2 separate regions of the Pan troglodytes genome follow, and region 2 is linked to region 1. The links are chromatin contacts, called in public HiChIP or PLAC-seq maps. All regions are on one chromosome and are shown on one strand. The core of a region is the stretch at or near the end of the contact, and the rest is flanking DNA. Distances in the headings are between cores, read along the strand shown. Region 1 holds the start of ZCRB1 (zinc finger CCHC-type and RNA binding motif containing 1). Region 2 holds the start of YAF2 (YY1 associated factor 2).

Region 1 (4,008 bases), core at 1,159-3,658:
TCAGTCTCCCAGGTAGCTTGTAGAGGCATGGTGGCACACACCTGTATTCCCAGCTACTTGGGAGGATGAGGTGGGAGGATCACCTGAGGGGGCAGGGAGGCTGCAGTGAGCCATGATAGTGCCACTGCACTACAGCCTCGCGCCTTAGTAACAGAATTAGACTGTCTCAAAAAAAGAAAAAAAAAAAAAAGGAAAAAAGAATTTGCCAGGGAGAACTATTTGCTTAAGGTTATCTGTATCTCAAATAGCAGTCACTCGATAAGATTTACTTACCCGGTACAAGTCATTGTTTGTCAGGGAAAAAGGCAAGTTGGATACATACACTGTGCTCTTACTTGGAGCCAATCCACCACTCATTTCTAAAAGTGAAAATAAACTTATCAGCAATCAGTCTAAACCAGGATTCTTTTTTTTTTGTTTGAGACGGAGTTTCCCTCTTGTTGCCCAGGCTGGGGTGCAATGGCGCGATCTCGGCTCACTGCAACCTCTGCTTCCCAGGTTCAAGCAATTATCCTGCCTCAGCCTCCCGAGTAGCTGGGATTATAGGCATCCACTACCATGCCTGGCTAATTTTGTATTTTTAGTAGAGACAGTGTTTCACCATGTTGGTCAGGCTGGTCTTGAACTCCTGACCTCAAATGATCCACCTGCCTCAGCCTCCCAAAGTGCTGGGATTACAGGCATGAATCACCACACCTGGCCTAAACCAAGTATTATTAATTCCAAATAAAACCAATACATCAGACCAGTCTGGGTATTATTTGGAAAAAAACAAAAAACAAAAACCAATAAAGTATTAACAATCACCGATTTAATTATGCCAGATGTGTACACCTTCCTTACATTTTAGGAAGTTAGGAACAATGACTCCAGCAGGCTGAATTAAGGAATTCCTTTTTCCCAGTCACCACTTAAAAAAAATTCTTTTTTGGTTCTTCTTCTTTCAAGTATTCTTTATACCAACACTTTCAGTGCCAGATTGTATGGGTAGGGAGACGGGTTTTAAATAGATGAAGGAAAAACCCTGAGGCTACTCCTAACTTCCACTCAGACTATGAGCAAAAAAAATGCTCTAATGAATATGTACTGTATATGTACAATACCTGCACCTTGCTTACCCAGGTCAGAAAGAGCATGGGGACTCAGACAGAACCTTAGCCACTGATTTTTGCTAATACACAGTCATGCTATGCTTAATGAAGGAGGTATGTTCTGAGTGTTACGTGATTTCACAGTGCAGACATCACAGGGTGTACTGAGACAAACCTAGATGGTCTAGCCTATTGCTCCTAGGCTACAACCTGTATAGCATGTTAATGTAGTGAATAATGTAGACAGTTGAAACACAATGGTAAATATTTACATAGCTAAACACAGAAAACGTACACTAAAAATATGGTACAATGTATTACACTCTTAGGAGACCACTGTGGTATATGTGGTTTGTTGTTAATCAAAAAGTTGTTATGCTGTGCATGCCTGTACTATGGCTGGGTACCTTTTTTGCTTGTCTTAATATTTTTTTTCTCTGGAGTGGTGTGTTAAGAGGAAAATTTTCTTTTCCCCTTTTAGTATGATGTTAAGGAGTAAATTTAAGCTTTATGTATCGACAATATAAACTTCTTTCGAAACGCTAATTTTGCTTATTGCCAAATTATGAAATGATACATTATATAAATAGGCTTGGTGCCTCGAAGAGACAGACCTGTAGGTATGTGTGTATATGTATATAAAGTTTACAAATGTAATCAGTAATTTTCACATTTTATCTTACAAAGTCAGCAAATTACCGTGAAAATATCAGGCTCAACCAAATTCAAATTTCTGATTTAAAAAGAGCGTGCGGTGTGTATTTGAGATGGGAAGATCAACCATCACAAATGGAAAAATACTGACTCTATGGCATGCCAATTCGTGAAGGAATGAGAAAACTGCCTCACGTTTGGTGTTATGGGGGAATTATTTAGAAAACTTCAGGAACTCAACATAGATACGTCGCTTTTTAAGTTTCTCATTTGAAACTATGCGTTACACGTTCTGCTGAGAGCCGCGAAGGCAGGCAGAGGTTAACGTCCTGGAATAAAAAGGGTGGCGGGAGAGAGGGGCAGAGCGTTTTGGCAGCCGAGTCTGGGGAGGGAGCCCCGCAGGAGAGAAGGCCGCAGCTGAGGAGGCGTTTACCTTCAGGTGGGTTGGGCCTGGGAGACCAGAAGAGTGCGAGCCCTCGGCTCAGCTGGGGCTCAACCCCGACTCTTCGTAGCCGCTCGCAGCGGCCTTGGCATCACGAGTCCTGGGAGGAGTCAGGCGCGGAGAGCAGATAGCAGCAGCCACGGTGCTTCTTCCCGGCTGTTTGAGATCCGGGCCCCGAAGGCGGGCCCAGAGGCGAGCGCTTCGCTAACGTCATTGCGCGCGCCGGAAGTACTTACCTGGGATAACGGCGGCGAGCGGACGGCTGCATTTACGGGGTCTCCCGGAGGGCCAGAGTCGGTGAGCGCTTTTTACCTTTCCCAGAGATGGATGCAGAGCGTGTGCGGGCTGCTAAACGAGGGGGAGTGGGCGGGAGTTTTCTGTGTCGGGTCCTGGATTCTCCTGCCTTTGAATTGTGCGACAATTCTGCCCATGCGGTTGAGGGTGGAGAGACGCAGTGGAGTTTGGAATAAAGGGAAGTATTGAGTCTAAGATAGGGGTTCGCGTCTCTGTAGCGCCTTAATATGCAAGAAGACGACTGAGCTAGGTAACTTCAGTGACCCGAGAGGAGTCAGGAAGTCGGTAATTTTACTGAAGGTGTTCGCGGTACCCAGCTATTAAGGCACTTTGGGAACTACAAAATAAACAGACCTTTTATGTTTTGTTTTGTTTTGTTTTCTGGTGAAGATCTCAGTCTATTTGGGGAGACGAGGTCAACTTGGGGAGAGTTGGATTCACAGAATGACTCATCTTTAGTATGGGTATGGACAAATGTTGAACTTCTTGGCACCTTTTCTCTTCCTGTAAATCTATAATGGCTACGCACTGCTTTTTCTCTAAGAGGCCATAACATGCCCACCATTCCTACAGAAAAATCAGAACGTAATGCAAGGTAATTTATACTTCTACCTACCAGCACATACAGACCAGGCCTCTAACCACTCCCTGGGAGCCTGCGTTCCAGCAGCCTGGAACCCACAGCCTCTCCTGGAGCCTGCACAATCAATCCAGAGTGAAGCCGATGTCTTCTATAGAGACGGAAGTACAATCCATCCAGGGCGCAGCTGAATTTTGAGAGGCCTGAATGCCTCCGTGGCCGACAGGAGACCGCTGGCACTAATTCTCTAGGCATACTTGTGGCCAGCCAAACTTACCATGCTTTACATCTCTGTTATCCTTGGTTACCGCCCAAGATGTAAGCTTCTGTGGTCTTCTGTGCTATAGTCTCATTTCCGTGCTGCTTTGTGCTTTCTTTCGACTTAGGCTATCACTGCTTCTTCGTTTCTTCCCCATTTAACCCCTCAACACCCCATCTGTGCTTTCTGAAACCTCTATTTCCTGCTTAAACTATTTTACATATTCAACTTCTTTAGTGAAATTCTCCTTCATCTCCTAACCTTAACTATTGATAACACGTAGATTTTCCTGCCAGCCATTTCAGTTGAGCCCTTTCTCTGACCCTGCATTTAAAGTTTGGGCATGGCTGTAGCCGTGTTGAACGGATTTCAATTCCTCAGAATACTTTCTTCCCTCAGTATCTTCACAAAGGCTCTTTTCTCTCTCTGGGACATTTGAGCTCCCTGTTTCCTCCTATCTTTTTCTGGATAACTTCTATTAAAGATCTGAGTTTAGCTGTCACTTTACTTGAGGGGTATACCCTAACTTCCATAGAGTTAGGTATTTTTGCTATGTACTCTTAGCTGCCCTGCACTTCCCTCACGGCATTTATCACACGTATCTTAATTGCTTCTTTGCCATCCCTACTAAGCGAGACTGTCGGTGAGGGACTGTGTTTGTCTCGTTTATCTTTGTAACTCCAGTAGC
Region 2 (3,999 bases), core at 1,121-3,620, 88 kb before region 1:
ATAGGCTCTTCTAGTTTCAGTATTTTTCTAATGGCTACAAGAAAATAGAGAGGGAACAACAAAAAGCAATAATATATAGTACCAGAGATCAAGATTATAATTGTTTCCACTTTAATGTTCCTGCCTCCAAAAAACGAATTTTCTAAAAATTGCTTATTGAGCATTTTAAAAAGCACAAAGTACTAACACAGATACACAAATATACTCTAAACCAACTCCAACCTTACACAGCCAAGAAGATACTCTGCTTTTCAAAATACTTAAATCACAAATCACGGGTCCAAAAATAGTAACCACAATCATTTTAGCAAATACTTTTTTTCTTTTTGGAATGTTCTGTTGTAATCCCTTAAATTTAGCATACGTTTGAAAGTTTGCTTTTTGAATATGAAAAATGTACCAAATATTTTATCCATTGTGGGAATATACAAAAAGCATATGATGATTTACAAAAAACAAGCATGTCAAAACCAGGGAGCTTCACTGAGAAATTTTTCAGATAAGTTACTGTCAACCATTCCTGTCTCTAAATTTTAAACTTAATAAAATTCTGTAAACGGTGTTTTTCAAAAAAATCAAGATCTCATTTTTTAGAAATCTAACGTCTACTGAATATTTGTATATGTCAATATTACATGTGCCTTCTTTTTTAAAGCAACAGTAAGATTAGTATGCTTATTGTTATAGTTTAGTTTCTAATGGACTTTGTAATATCAAAATACATATCTTCTCTAAATATTAAGTAATAAATCACAGGATTATATTTAATTCAAAGGGTACCTTCGTATAAGAATCAAGGAGCTCGATAACTAAGTGCTGACAGATTAAGAATGCCACTGACTGAATTTCCTGGATGATTTTCTTTATTCACTTAATTCAAAGTCATTTTTTAAAAGACAGAGTTATTATACTGCAAGCTTACAATAAATAAAGCCTGAAAATAGGCAGAGATCTTTTCATCTCATTTGTCTAAGAGACTGCCATTTAATCAAACTAAAGATATAAAGGTACTTTCAGTAAAAATCTGTTCCTGTGACTGGGCTCATCTCCAACTACTTATTTATAAAATATTAGAGTACTGGAATAAAAACACTAAATAAAACCTTGATCTGACCCTTCCAGAAGTACATGTAGAAAAAGAAGTTTTAATATATTGTGTATTCTGCAATCAGATACTTTTCTTTCTTTAGGAACGAAATTAAATTACATCCTTTGCTCCTAAAGAGGATTTTATGGGTTTTCCTTGATCCCCACACACTAACACAACAATGCAGCCAACATTTTTATACCCAGAGTGGGGAGAGGGGCATTACACCCAGCGATACGAATTAAATCGCAGTAGCTAATGCCTCCCTTAAATAATTTATTCTCTCTTGGCAGCAAAAAACGTTACAGCCTCTTCAATTACCCCTCACCGCAAACCATCGCCTGGGTTGCGATCAATGTGACCCAGTTCCTATCGCCACAGCCACCTCCGTCTGCCTCCTCCCGCCGGGTCCGCGAGTGTCATGGGAGGGGGCGGCAGCCGCAGGGGCGTCCTCTGGTCGCCACCCCGCCGGCCGGCGGCGCGAGGGGCAGGCCCGGGACTCACCGGGTGGAGGTGCCCTTCCGCACATCGCACATCATGCACTTGAAGGCCTCGGCGCTGTTCCGGAAGGTGCAGACGCTACAGTCCCAGTAACCCTCATCCGAGGACGGCTTCGGCTGCCGCTTCGGCCTGCAGGACACAACCCGGACACGACGCGGCGCGGGGTCACCAGCAGGCCGCGCCCGGTGCCCGGGCCCCGCGGCCGCCCCCGCCCCGCCCCCCGCCCCAATTCTGCGACCCCCGCCCCGCGGGCCCCCGGCGCGCCGCGCTCCGGCTGAGGGGGAAGGGAATCAGGAAGAGGCAGGGCGCGAGCGCGGCCGCAGTCGCCGCCGCCACAGCCGCTCTGACACCCGGGCGGCCACTCCGGTCGCCGCCGCCATCGCGGCTCCATTGTGGGGCGGCCGGCGCCGGCCCCCTCAAGCGGCAGCACTCGCACACCAGCGGCGCTGCCCCCGTGCTCGCCCCGGTGCCCGGGCGGCTAGCGAGGCGGCCACCCGAAGCCCTGCACGAGGGCCCTGCCGCCCGCACAGTCCGGGCCCCGGGGCCCGGGCGCTGTTACCTGGTGGGGCTCTTCTTGTCTCCCATGGCTTGGCTATCAACGCACGCCGAGAGTCGCCGCCGCGACCGCTCTGTTTGTCAATAAGGAGGATAATAAGCCGGGCGGAAGCGGGCGGGGGAGGAGGGAGGGAGGGGGCGGGGAAGGCCGCACCGCCGCGCTCGGGAGCCGCCGCCGGATCCCACGCAGCTTCCAGCTGTCGGGGAAACTCCTGCCTGGGCGCACGTGACCCCCGCCGGCCAACCAGCAGCCGCGCCGGAGACTTCAAACGCGGCCAGCGCGGCCCAGCACCCGCGGCGAGTTAGCTGACGGGCGGTGCGGGGGTGGCCGCGGTGGCCGCGGCTGCCCCGGGCGCCGGCGCCGCCTCTCCGCGCTGTTCCCCCGTTGCCCCCTTGGTACCCCCGGCTGCCGGGGACTGCCTCGCGCTCCAGAGCCCCTCTGAGGAGGAAAACGTCTGTCCCACCGACTGGCAGGGGATGCTCCTCATCCCGTGCGAAGCCTGGTCCAAGGTAGGGCCGGCCGGCGTTCGGAGGCCTGTCCAGGTCTGGACAGAAGTGCCAGCCCGGGGTCTCCAGGTAGAACGACTTTCCTGGCCTCCGCTGTCCTTAGCTACCCAGCCCCCGCCTGCAGGATACCGGGGGCAAGGCGGGAACCAACACGCAGCGCCATTGCTACATGCCTTAAAGCACTGTCTGGTTTATGCACACAGATGCTCTAACAAGTAGGGATTGTCACCCCTAACTTAGAGGAATTGAAATCAAGACTCAAGAGAGATTAGGTGACTTCATCTAGGCTACATAATTAGAAAATGACAAAGCCAAGAGTCTAACTCTGTTTTAATTCCAAACGCGCCCTTTTGGCCTCTCAGGCCTCTGCAGTAGCTGCTTTTGAAAGAAACCCCTATATACTCATAAGTCCTTTTTAAATATAAGGAGTTTGCATGTCCCCTCAACGCTGTCTGCTAACAAAAGAACACCTTCCCAGGTCTCTACGTCAACATACTAAAGGTCCTCATACTCCAGACTCCAGCAACAGCCATCTAACTGGTCTCCGAAGCTCCACTTCCACCTCCCCAATGTATTCAGTAATCCACAACCAGATTAATAATAAAATGCTGTTAATACTATGCCACCACTCTGATCAAGAACCACTAACGACTTGCCCACACTCCTTAGCCTGGCATTCAAAGGCTTCACACATTTTCCCTACCTCTGCCTCCCTCTCCCATAAGGAAAGCTGCCTCCTGACAAAGAGTGCAGATGAAATTCATTCCCTTACCAGAACCCTTCCTTCATGCACATGGGTTACTTCTGCATAAAGTATATCCCTCTTTAACTGTGCTGTTTCTGTCCATCTTTCTAGGTTTACATCAAGTCCGAATTCATGTAAAATAATTTTATAGCTAAACTACATAGGAAATAATACAGTCAGAAGCCCAGGATTCTCAGCCTGCTTCTCCTGTTTCTTAGCTGATAGACCTTGGAAGTATTGCTTAATTTCTGTAATTCTCAACGTTTTCATATTCTGAATGGCATCTATATGAGATTGTTGTGCGATTAATAATAACATTTTTTGGCCGGGCGCGGTGGCTCACGCGTGTAATCCCAGCACTTTGGGAGGCCGAGGCGGGCGGATCACCTGAGGTCAGGAGTTCACAAGACCAGCCTGGCCAACGTGGCGAAACCCCATCTCTATTAAAAAATACAAATATTAGCCAGCTGTGGTGGCGGGCGCCTGTAATCTCAGCTACTCGGGAGGCTGAGGTAGGAGAATCGCTGGAACCCGAGAGTCAGAGGTTGCTGTGAGCCGAGATCGTGCCACTGCACTCGAGCTTGGGCGACAGAGCGAGACTCCG

The links. HiChIP or PLAC-seq counts read pairs in DNA pulled down with a chosen protein or histone mark.
Region 2: a contact with region 1 is called in an H3K4me3 HiChIP or PLAC-seq map of stem cell-derived excitatory neurons, with 4 times the contacts expected there. The contact joins the promoter of YAF2 here to the promoter of ZCRB1 in region 1. A contact is called at or near these places in 1 of 7 Hi-C or Micro-C datasets (stem cell-derived neural progenitor cells) and 1 of 1 datasets of contacts at active chromatin or transcription factors (stem cell-derived excitatory neurons).

The regions. Positions count from the first base shown.
Region 1 is chr10:53,521,347-53,525,354 of NHGRI_mPanTro3-v2.0_pri, reverse strand. ZCRB1 (zinc finger CCHC-type and RNA binding motif containing 1) reads right to left here and starts at 2,408. Exons shown (of 8, transcript XM_001167603.5): 1 at 2,179-2,408; 2 at 274-359. The coding sequence starts at 357. PPHLN1 (periphilin 1) reads left to right here and starts at 2,297. Exons shown (of 12, transcript XM_063785757.1): 1 at 2,297-2,484.
Region 2 is chr10:53,608,882-53,612,880 of NHGRI_mPanTro3-v2.0_pri, reverse strand. It overlaps YAF2 (YY1 associated factor 2), which reads right to left and starts at 2,370. Exons shown (of 5, transcript XM_063785771.1): 1 at 2,148-2,370; 2 at 1,592-1,717. The coding sequence starts at 1,616.